Regions from separate parts of the Sus scrofa genome. Here region 2 is linked to region 1. Evidence: chromatin contacts called from public targeted proximity ligation data. All regions are on one chromosome and are shown on one strand. The core of a region is the stretch at or near the end of the contact, and the rest is flanking DNA. Distances in the headings are between cores, read along the strand shown. Region 1 has its middle 330 kb from the start of FAM92A. Region 2 has its middle 300 kb from the start of RUNX1T1.

Evidence for each region.
Region 2: a targeted proximity ligation map of skeletal muscle shows a contact between it and region 1, with 8 times the contacts expected there. A contact is called at or near these places in 2 of 47 Hi-C or Micro-C datasets (heart right ventricle and skeletal muscle) and 1 of 2 datasets of targeted methods (skeletal muscle).

What each region holds. Positions count from the first base shown.
Region 1 is chr4:43,314,890-43,319,726 of Sscrofa11.1, forward strand. No RefSeq gene overlaps it. Among named protein-coding and RNA genes, the nearest start is that of FAM92A, 330 kb to the left of the region's middle.
Region 2 is chr4:44,295,062-44,299,898 of Sscrofa11.1, forward strand. No RefSeq gene overlaps it. Among named protein-coding and RNA genes, the nearest start is that of RUNX1T1, 300 kb to the right of the region's middle.

The sequences.
Region 1 (4,837 bases), core at 797-3,296:
CTCCAACACATGGAAACTTTGATTTACTTTAGTTCCTTTTACTTTAGCAGACATTTACTTAGTCACATGCCCCATTAAGTGAAATTAACAATAGTCTGCATGTGCATGGATTATCTTCTATCCTTCTCACCCCATTCCTCTGATGAAGGTATTCTATTTGTTGCCATTTTACAGAAGAGGGTATTAGGATTCAAGAGTTAAAATGACATGCTCAAGATGAGGCTGTAAGGAAATGATAGACCTGGATTGTATGTAGGGGTATTTGACCCCAAAGCCCATTCTAGAAACCTCTATACCTGAAAGCATGATGCATTTTTAGCTTCTTTGTAGTCACTGCAACATGGATCAACATAGTTAAGATCTCAATAAACAGTCAATTTATAAGTTTGAGGCTCTATGACAGAGTGTCATAGGGGATGGAGAGCTGAGGTTTAATTCAAATAAAAGAGTAATTTCTTCAGTACCCGCTTGATCCTGTTGTGATCTGCCACTTCTCTATATGTTCGAAATTCAAATAAGCTAGGTGGGAATCATCGGCCCTACATCCTGGTTAATATCTCTGCTGACCTCCAGCTTTATTCTTATGCCTTCACACAGGTTCTATTTTTGAGCGACTTGATGCAAAATGTGTTCCCTGCAAGTTTCCAAAAGACATCTAACCTCACAATACCATGTTTTTCTATGACTTTTCCTGAAGGTTTGGAGGTTACTTTGCACAGTTAAACTATTTTGCTAGTGTCCTGCTGGCAGTTGGCTTTCAAACTCGCCTTCCCCTTCTACTGCTCCCTGGCCCCAGACACCCAGGATCATACACATGCTTCCTGAGTCTTCAAAAAAATCCCTGCATGGGTCCCTCTGGGGCACCCTTTTCTACCAGATTCCCAATGAAACAGTGTCCATCCTCCTTTATCTTTCTTTTTTTTTTTTTTTTTGGAAGCCAGTAAGTAAAATCCTCTGTATTTCTCTACTTACAATTTTATGTACATTCTCATTTAGGCCTTACAACCATTCCTTGAATTGGTGTTTTGCCCTCACTTTAAGATGACAAAGCAGACTCAGAAAAGTTGTGATTTGTCCAGGTCCAGTTGTCACCAGGGGAGCTGTGTTGGGAACCTGAGCCCTCTACCCAGATTCCCATGCTTTCTCCACTCTGTCCTGCCTCCCCTGTCTGACAGATGTGCAGGGAAGAGGAAGAAGGATTCTTCCTTAGGTAAGCAACTCTGTCAGTGTTTCTCAAGGGAGTGCTACTGACATTTGGGGGGAGGGGGATGATTTTCTGTACAGAAATGTCCTGGGCTTTGCAGGCCCTACCCACAAAATGTTGGTAGTGTCCTCCATTCGATGCGGCAATGAGTGAAACGTCCCTATACATGTAAGGTCCCCTTTTGGGAAGGGGTGGCACCTCCCCATGGAGAAGAGCTGGGGATTGATAAATCCTCATTTCCATACTAATCAATTAATTGTAAGACTGGTATGGATAGAACAGCCCCTACTAATGTTAAAATGGCATCAGGAAACAAAACGTCCAGAGAACAGAAGAGGGTAGGAAAAGGTAGATCCCATGGAATGCCCAGACTACATGGTCACTCTCACCCTGGAATTAGGCTGTGAGTAGAGTCCAAGAAAGCAGGGAAGGCAGGACCAGGAAGTGGTGCTTTGGAGAGAAGCGGGAAGGAAGGAGCTGCCATTTAGTGGTGGAGAAACCACTGGGTACGGAGGAAGGAGGTCTGGATCTGGTCTTTGCTGGGCTGTGAGTAACAGTGTAATTCTAAGCACTCACCTCCTGTCCTGCGGAAGGAGAGAGTTGGATTGAGGGCGGCCAAGGGTCCTCTTGGCTGTGTTTCTCAGTTTGGGGACCTTGGGAAATGAGAAATGCTGGCCATTTTGTTTACTGAGAGTTCTTAATCTTTGGTGGTTGTGTACAGTTTAGCTGCCTAATGATTTCCATGCTTCTCAGCTGCTTTAGCCTGAATCATCCTTATCCCTTAGGAGGAAGGGAAGTCCAAGTCCATGATCTGATTCTGTTTAGAAAGCATAACCCTCGGGCCCAGGCTCAGGACTTGTGCTGCCCTATTTATCCCAGCTGGCAAGTCACAAGCTCTGGGTTAGGGAGATACATGATCTTAAATGTTAGCAGAGTCAGATGTGCTCAATGGAAACAGTCTGGCTAACTCACAACAGATTCTCAGCCCTCCTGGCTGTTCTCCAGAAATCATGTCTGGTAGGATTTCTGCAACAGATCTGATAGTTGCTGACTTGGAGAACTTGTAAGCTGTTTGTGAATTCACAGTGAATGGCCCTAATTCCAGACACAAATTCCCATTGACAGTAAGAGACTGGAGATGAACAGAAAATGCATTGAAAGCGTATTTGTGAAGTAAATGTGTGTGTGTTTATGTGTGTGTGTGTGATAGAGAGAGAGAAAGAGAGAGAGAAGGAAGGAGAGTGTGTGATGAGAAAATAATTTAGGTTGGTAGAGGCTGGACAATCTCTAAATGGGATATTTTACATAGAAAGCTGTGTTGTGAAGGAAGTTAGACTGGAATGATGAGTCCTAATGATTTTCCTAACACAAAACATAACTTAATCTCACAAGGCATTCTTCCAAAACATAGCATGCTCTACTAAAAAGCCAGTGTGTAACTTTGATAGTTGAGAGAAACAGGATAGGCAGATATAAAACATAGGAGGCTTGCTCAAACTTACCAGAATTACTTTTTATTCTTTTTACAGTCACACTGGGAGCAAATGGAAGTTCCCAGGCTAGGGGTCAAATTGGAGCTGCAGCTGATGGCCTATGCCACAGCCACAGCCACACTGGATCTAAGCTGCATCTATGCCACAGCTCAAGGTGATGCCGGGTCCTTAATCCACTGAGTGAAGCCAGGGATCAAACCTGCATCCTCGTGGATACTGAGTCAGGTTTTTAACCTGCTGAGCCATACAACGGGAACTCCAGACTTACCAGAACTTCAATATTGGTTTTGGTTATTGTGTGTTACAGAGTATAAAGTAAAGTTATTTTGGTAGATGATCAGATTCCTTCCTAAGAACTTTTCCTTTTTGAAGCACTAATGGCTTCTAGTGTTTTTCAGTTATTCAATACGTATTTCTTGGATCCTGACTCCATCTCAGGTACCATGCATATACTACTTTTTTTTTGTCTTTTTACGGCCACACCACTGGCATATGGAGGTTCCCAGGCTAGAGGTCTAAACAGAGCTATAGCTGCTGGCCTACACCACAGCCATAGCATCACCAGATCCGAGCAACATCTGCAATCTACACCACAGCTCATGACAATGCAGGATCCTTAACCCACTGAGTGAGGCCAGGGATCGAACCTGAAACCTCATGGTTCCAAGTCAGATTCGTTTCTGCTGTGCCACAACGGAACCTCTCCATACACTACTTTCATGTGTACGAGTATGTGCACATATGTCATTGGTCAGATAGTCATTGTGGGATTATGAAAATAGATAGGAGTTGACTATTTTAATAGCTTTTCAGGTTTGCTGTTTGTTTGCTAAACAATGATTCCAAAAGACAAAAGGAAAAATAATACTATGCCTAAAAATTGATTGTGTGACTTATCCATTAGTCAGTTTTTTGCTGTTAGCTTCTGTCTGGAAACAGCTTCTCAGGATGGGCAGATGCATGCAAATAGTTGCGTAGACAAGTACGAAATTGTTTCTTTGTAGACTAAACAGTGTTTGAAGAGACATCTTAAGGCTTACTTACTGTGAATCTAGAGAAATGAAGCTGTGAGGGATACTCTTAGATGGGTGGTGTTGGCAAGCTAATTTTGGAGAACTAGAACTTAACTAGGTTTATTGGTAGAACATCCCTTTCCAGTCTGTGTTATTGAAGACTATGTTAAGAGCCTTTATGGAGTTCCCATTGTGGCTCAGCAGTAACAAAACCGACTAGTATCCATGAGGACGCAGGTTTGATCTCTGGTCTCACTCAGTGGATTAAGGATCTGGTGTTGCTGTGAGCGTGGTGTAGGTTGCAGAAGCAGTTTGGATCCTGTGTTTCTGTGGCTGTGGTGTAGGCTGATAGCTACAGCTCTGATCTGACCCGTAGCCTGGGAACTTCCATATGCCACATGTGCAGCCTAAAAAAACAAAATAAATAAATAAATAAGTAAAGTCTTTAGAAGTGTGTTAGCTCTTTCAGATGGCAGATTAGCAGTGAACACTTTTATCTAGTACTAACTTAATAACATCTAAATGGAAACAATGGCCCAAAGGAGTTAAAATAACTCCTCCTATTGCTCAATCAGCTGACCAATTATACAGACTGATTACTCTGAATCAGAAGAACAACGTCTGGTAAATAAAGACAAGAACAACAAACCAGGAATCAGATCATTTGGTTGAGTGTCTTAATACTTGTTCTGGTTATATAGTGTTATGTACCAATCATCACTAAGATAATTTATTATTTTCTCTCATGGTTCTGTACATTGTCAGGGCTAAGTTGGATGCTTTGCCCTTGGGTTTCTCCCATCTAAAGTCTTGACAGGCTGATGCACTCATGTGGCTGGTGTGATGATGGCCATCAGCTAGGAGTTTAGCTTGGATTGTGGACTGAAGCACCTGCAGGTGTTCTAGCGGCTTCTTCGTGTGTCTTGGGCTTCTCACAGCCATGGTAGTTGGGCTCCTCAAAGAAGCATCCCAACAGCTAGCATTCCAAGTCTCCTTTTGATCTTGCTTCTTACATTCTAGGATGTCACTTTTGATGCATTGTATTGGTCAGAGGCAAGGGGAAGTTTAAGAAGAACACATGGAATGGACACTATTGTTGTGGTCACCTGTGAAAGATACAATTTGTC
Region 2 (4,837 bases), core at 1,735-4,234, 980 kb after region 1:
TGTCAGTGTGACATCAGAGCAAAGGGGGAATGAGTTCCAGGTACCTGATTTGGGCTGGGGAATGCCTGGTGGTGTCACTTTCTTAGAGAGGCCTTCATACAATCTCTCCTGCCATACATGTACCCCACCTAAAACTGCCTTCTGAGCAGAATTACACTAAACATAATAACAGATAAAGAGAAAAAGTTGCACTATTTCAGATTGCGTAAATTCTCTAGAATTGTGGGAAAGAAATTCAGATTTCATAATTCTTCTTAAATGGGTGAAAAGGAAGAGGGAAATTTTAACCACTCAAAATCATCCAAGAAGGTTAGTAGAATAAGCAGAGAATTAAAACCCTTGAAAACCATGAAGACACATTTTAAGTGTTTTTTAAAAAATCCTTAGTTCACCTAGATGTCAAAAATTTTCCAGATAGGCATTTACTCAAAGTTCATTAATCAAGGTTTCATTTGGGGGGCCATGCTCAGGAGGAAGGTAAGAAAAAGGTCATACCCTGATATGATCCACATCATTGCTGTGACACTGAGCATAGGATATTAACCGCTCCCTCTCCCAGTGAGCTGGTTGTAACACCATCAGGTGCTCTTTTATTTATTTTTTTTTTTTTTTTTGCTTTTTATGGCTGGATCTGAGGCATATGGAAATTCCCAGGCTGGAGGTGGAATTGGTGTTGGCCTACACTGCCGCCACAGCAACTCAGGATCCAAGCTGCATCTGCAACCTACATCACAGCTCATGGCAATGACAGATCCCTGACCCACTAAGTGAGGCCAGGGATCAAACCTGCATCCTTATGGTTATTAGATTTATTTCCACTGTGCCACAACTGGAACTCCCAGATGCTCTTCTAGTCCTCGCGGCATGATGATACGGTGAGAAGGAAGTAGAGCCTATGTCTACTTTAAAAAAAAAAAATTAGGCTGCATGTGCAGCATATAGAAGTTCCCTGGGCGGGGGATTGCAACCTATGCTGCAGCCATGGCAATGCAGGATCATGTAACCCACTCACTGCATAGGGCCAGGGATCAAACCATGCCTCTGTAGTGACCCGAGACATTGCAGTAGGATTTTTAACCTACTGTGCCTACAGCAGAAACTCCTAGCCTACATCTACTTGAAGATGTTTCAAAATTATTTTCTAGGATGTCCTCCAAAACATCTTCTGCCTTTTTTCTAGGAGAAGGGCTGTCAGTTTTCAGGCCCTCATCCCTTTGTCCCACTTCAGTGGATTCAGAATGCGACCAAAGGTATGGTGAATGCGTACTTTACCTTGACAGACTGTGTCTGTCAGACTGTCTGGCAAACTATAGGGACAGAAGTAGAGTACCCATCAGGCTCAGAGACTTGATTAGAAGCACCACCCTTTGAAGCACAAAGAAATGGATGGCTGAAGCAAACAGGACCACACTAACTGCCAGCCCTATGATCTCTTGGGAGATGTATCCCCATAGAGCAGCCCCCCTTCCCTGCCCTTTGTAACAGTTCTAAACAAGGATCAACTTCAGCTGTGCAACATGCTGGCCAAAATTTCAGAAACTCTGGAACCAATTTATTCCATCTGGAAATTAGTTTCAGCTTTTATTGCTGCAGAGTTTAGTCCAAACCAGACCCAATTTCCAAAAGGAGGTTTTGCTCCTTTACTGTCAGAATTTTCTCTTTCTAAAACACACTTACTTAAAAGATTTAAAATGATGATCAAGATCAAAGATTTGTGCCTTTGGTATACCAGCTACGTTTTCCCACATAATGTCTCTCCCAGGTTACTTCTCAAGATCATGAGGAAATTTTATCATTAGTTACTATGAAAGGGAGAATTTGGATAATTTAAACTGTTCCCTGGTAAATGTGCAGTTTAGATAGCTTTTCTCTTATGCCGGGCAGTGACTCCATTGCTTTCCTAAAACAGCAGCTAAATGGCTGCTTAATCTTTTTGGGGAAAAAAAGGAATAAAATTGTAACAATAAAGTTTAAATGAAAACATGATCCCTAAAATCCATTTTTACAAACATTAAAAGTAGGCAACTTTAAACATTTCAAGTAGTCTTATACATAAGATTTCTTTGTTTCGGTCCATCTGCTACTGATTAAACATTTTATATTTCCATTGTGATTAATTATGCTATTTATATACTTGAAAATGATTTGTTTGGAAAGGTATGGTCTAGTGTAAGTCTTTCATTTCTGAGAATGACAGCCCTTCAAAAAGTAGAGCAACACTATGCACTCAGGAAATTCACCATCTGCTTTCTTATGCTCTTATTACAAATTACAGACCTATAGGAAAACAGAATTGAGCGAAAACAGAGTATAAATAATGCTAATGGCATTCATTTGAGATGTTCGAAAATGTATCCATTTTTAATTAAGCCAACATACTCTCTTAGTCCCCAAAGAAAATTGCCATGACTTTTTTCCTGTCTACACTCAGTTTGAAATTGCCAAACAGCCAGAAATTTTCAACCAGGTCTAGGAGGCACCCTTAATTTATTCTAATCTAGGCTGAGCTTTTCAGGTATTAGAGCAGACCAAGATGGTGTACACAAGGCTTAGGCATAGCCTTGATCCCATAAAGAGAACTGGATTAGGGTTATAGTCAATACAATTGAGGAAAAAATGCTCTGGAAAGTGTGCCATAGACCGTTTTCCAACATAAGTGTTTGTTAGTGCCAACAGACAGTAAGGACCTAGAGCTAGCAATTTCCCACCATTTGAAAGTTAGCTATTGTTTCATTTTTGCATGACCAAACAGGCATCTGAAACCACAAAATAAAACCATTTTTATTCCGCCTGGCCAAACCACATTTAGTGAAATTTCGTAAACCAAAACAAAATTGCTCTCAGACTAAAATAAACTTATGCCAAATATCAGGCTGTGATTTTTTTTTTTTTTTACAATGACCATTATTCATATCCAGAAAGAAGTGTTTACCAAGCGATTGTCCCAAGGACTATTACCAAAGGTAGCCAGGAGCCACACTTACATCAGGCTTGCTCCCTCATTAACACACCAAGGGCCTCTGGGGATCTGTGTTCAGCACGCCATTTGCTTGTTCTATGCGTCTCTGATTGTCTTTTCTCTCCTTTTTCTCCATCCCAACTGAAAACTACTCTATGACTTCTGGCATCTCTATTAAGTAGTGAGCCGCATGGAAATGATTAACTTTTGAACTGCAAAACTGAAAACACTCTCAGGCACACTGTGGAAATGAAACATGTCATGTAGCAAAAGGGTTCCCCTGATGGAGTTTGCAGCAAGGAAGAGAAGTCATTGGCTGAGATTTCGGTTTTGTTGTTGTCATTGTAGATCAAAAGGATGTGATCATCCCTTCTGATAGCTCTTTTTTCCCCCTTGGTAAACAGCCTCTGAGTGAGTTCATTAAATATTTAAACAGTCCTGGTATCTATTAATGTTATCAGACACATGAAATATGTCTGATGGATTTATTCTGCCGTTAAGGAGCCATACCCCGGTGTCCCTCCTGGGACAGTGCTCCAGCTGTTTAAACTATAATTCCATCACTAGGAGGAATGGTGAAATCACTGACCTCTGTGAAACGGACTCATTGCTACTCAGCCTGTAAATTGCAAATGAAACCTTTCTGTAATAATGTGAAAATATGCATGCATAGGAATTAAAGCACTTGGGGGTCACCAGCAAAGCTTGGTGCATTTTCTGTACCCTCTAAACAGCTGGTGGAAAGAATCCAATAAATCAATGCCTGCAGAATATTTGTGATTAGGAGGTGTATGAGTCTTTTGGGGTTCAATAGCTCTACCACCAGGTATAGGAGAATCTCAATCAATCCTCTGAAGATTTTTATGTTTTTTTTTAATTCCTTTACTGTTTACTTGATCTTGATTCTCAGAAGTGATAAACTGTGGTGAAACTATGATCCATACTTACATTCCATAAAATCAATCTAACAGGAAATTATGCATAAAGTCCTTCAAACTGTGAGCTACTTTGATGTCCTCTTTTTACCTATTTCAAGCTTATGAGAAATAACAGTTCATGACAAATAAGAGAAAGAATGTCTGCCCAAGACTTTCATGTGAAGGAAAGAGGTGTTTTAGTTCACTGGTAGGTTATCCATGTAATCACAGTATATTTATTTTTTTTACATCAACTTAACGTGTATGAAAGCCCTTACACAATTTCTTAGATATATTGATAAAGCCAGGTGTTGACAACCCCTGGAGATTGTAGTTTCAAAGACTTGGTCTAATTATCCTAAGAAACTTGGTTTTTCTGAAGCTGCCAAACAAGTGGCAAATCCAAAATATGGAAAATAAGCCAATTTTTCAGTACACTCTTCCCTTGATATTGCAGGGAACTGATTTCAGGATGCCCGGCTATACCAAAATCCTGGGGTGCTCAAGTTCCTTATGAAAAATGGCCGAGTACAATCGGCACTCCGTACCTAAGGGGTTTTGCATCCATGAATTCAAACGACTGTGGATAGAAATTTCACCCCATGGTTAGTTGAATCCTCAGATGTGAAACCTGTGCATATGAGGGTTGACTGTATATTTATGGAAAAAAAGGCTGAAAGAGGACGCACACAGTTCAAACCTCTGTTGCTCAAGGGCCAATGGTATTGCTAAATTTTGGAAATGTACAAGCTTGGTTGTTAATTGATAATAAGCAGATCAAACTAGTAAAAAAAATCTGGGATATATATTGAATATAATAAATAACAAAATAAAAAATAAATGTTCATCCAAAGATCTGATATGTAGAATGATGGTCTAAGTCCAAGAAGATGACAATGGCATTGAGTGCACAATCCTACTTTTGATTCTGTGGTGAAAGTTATACAGAAATATAGGGCTG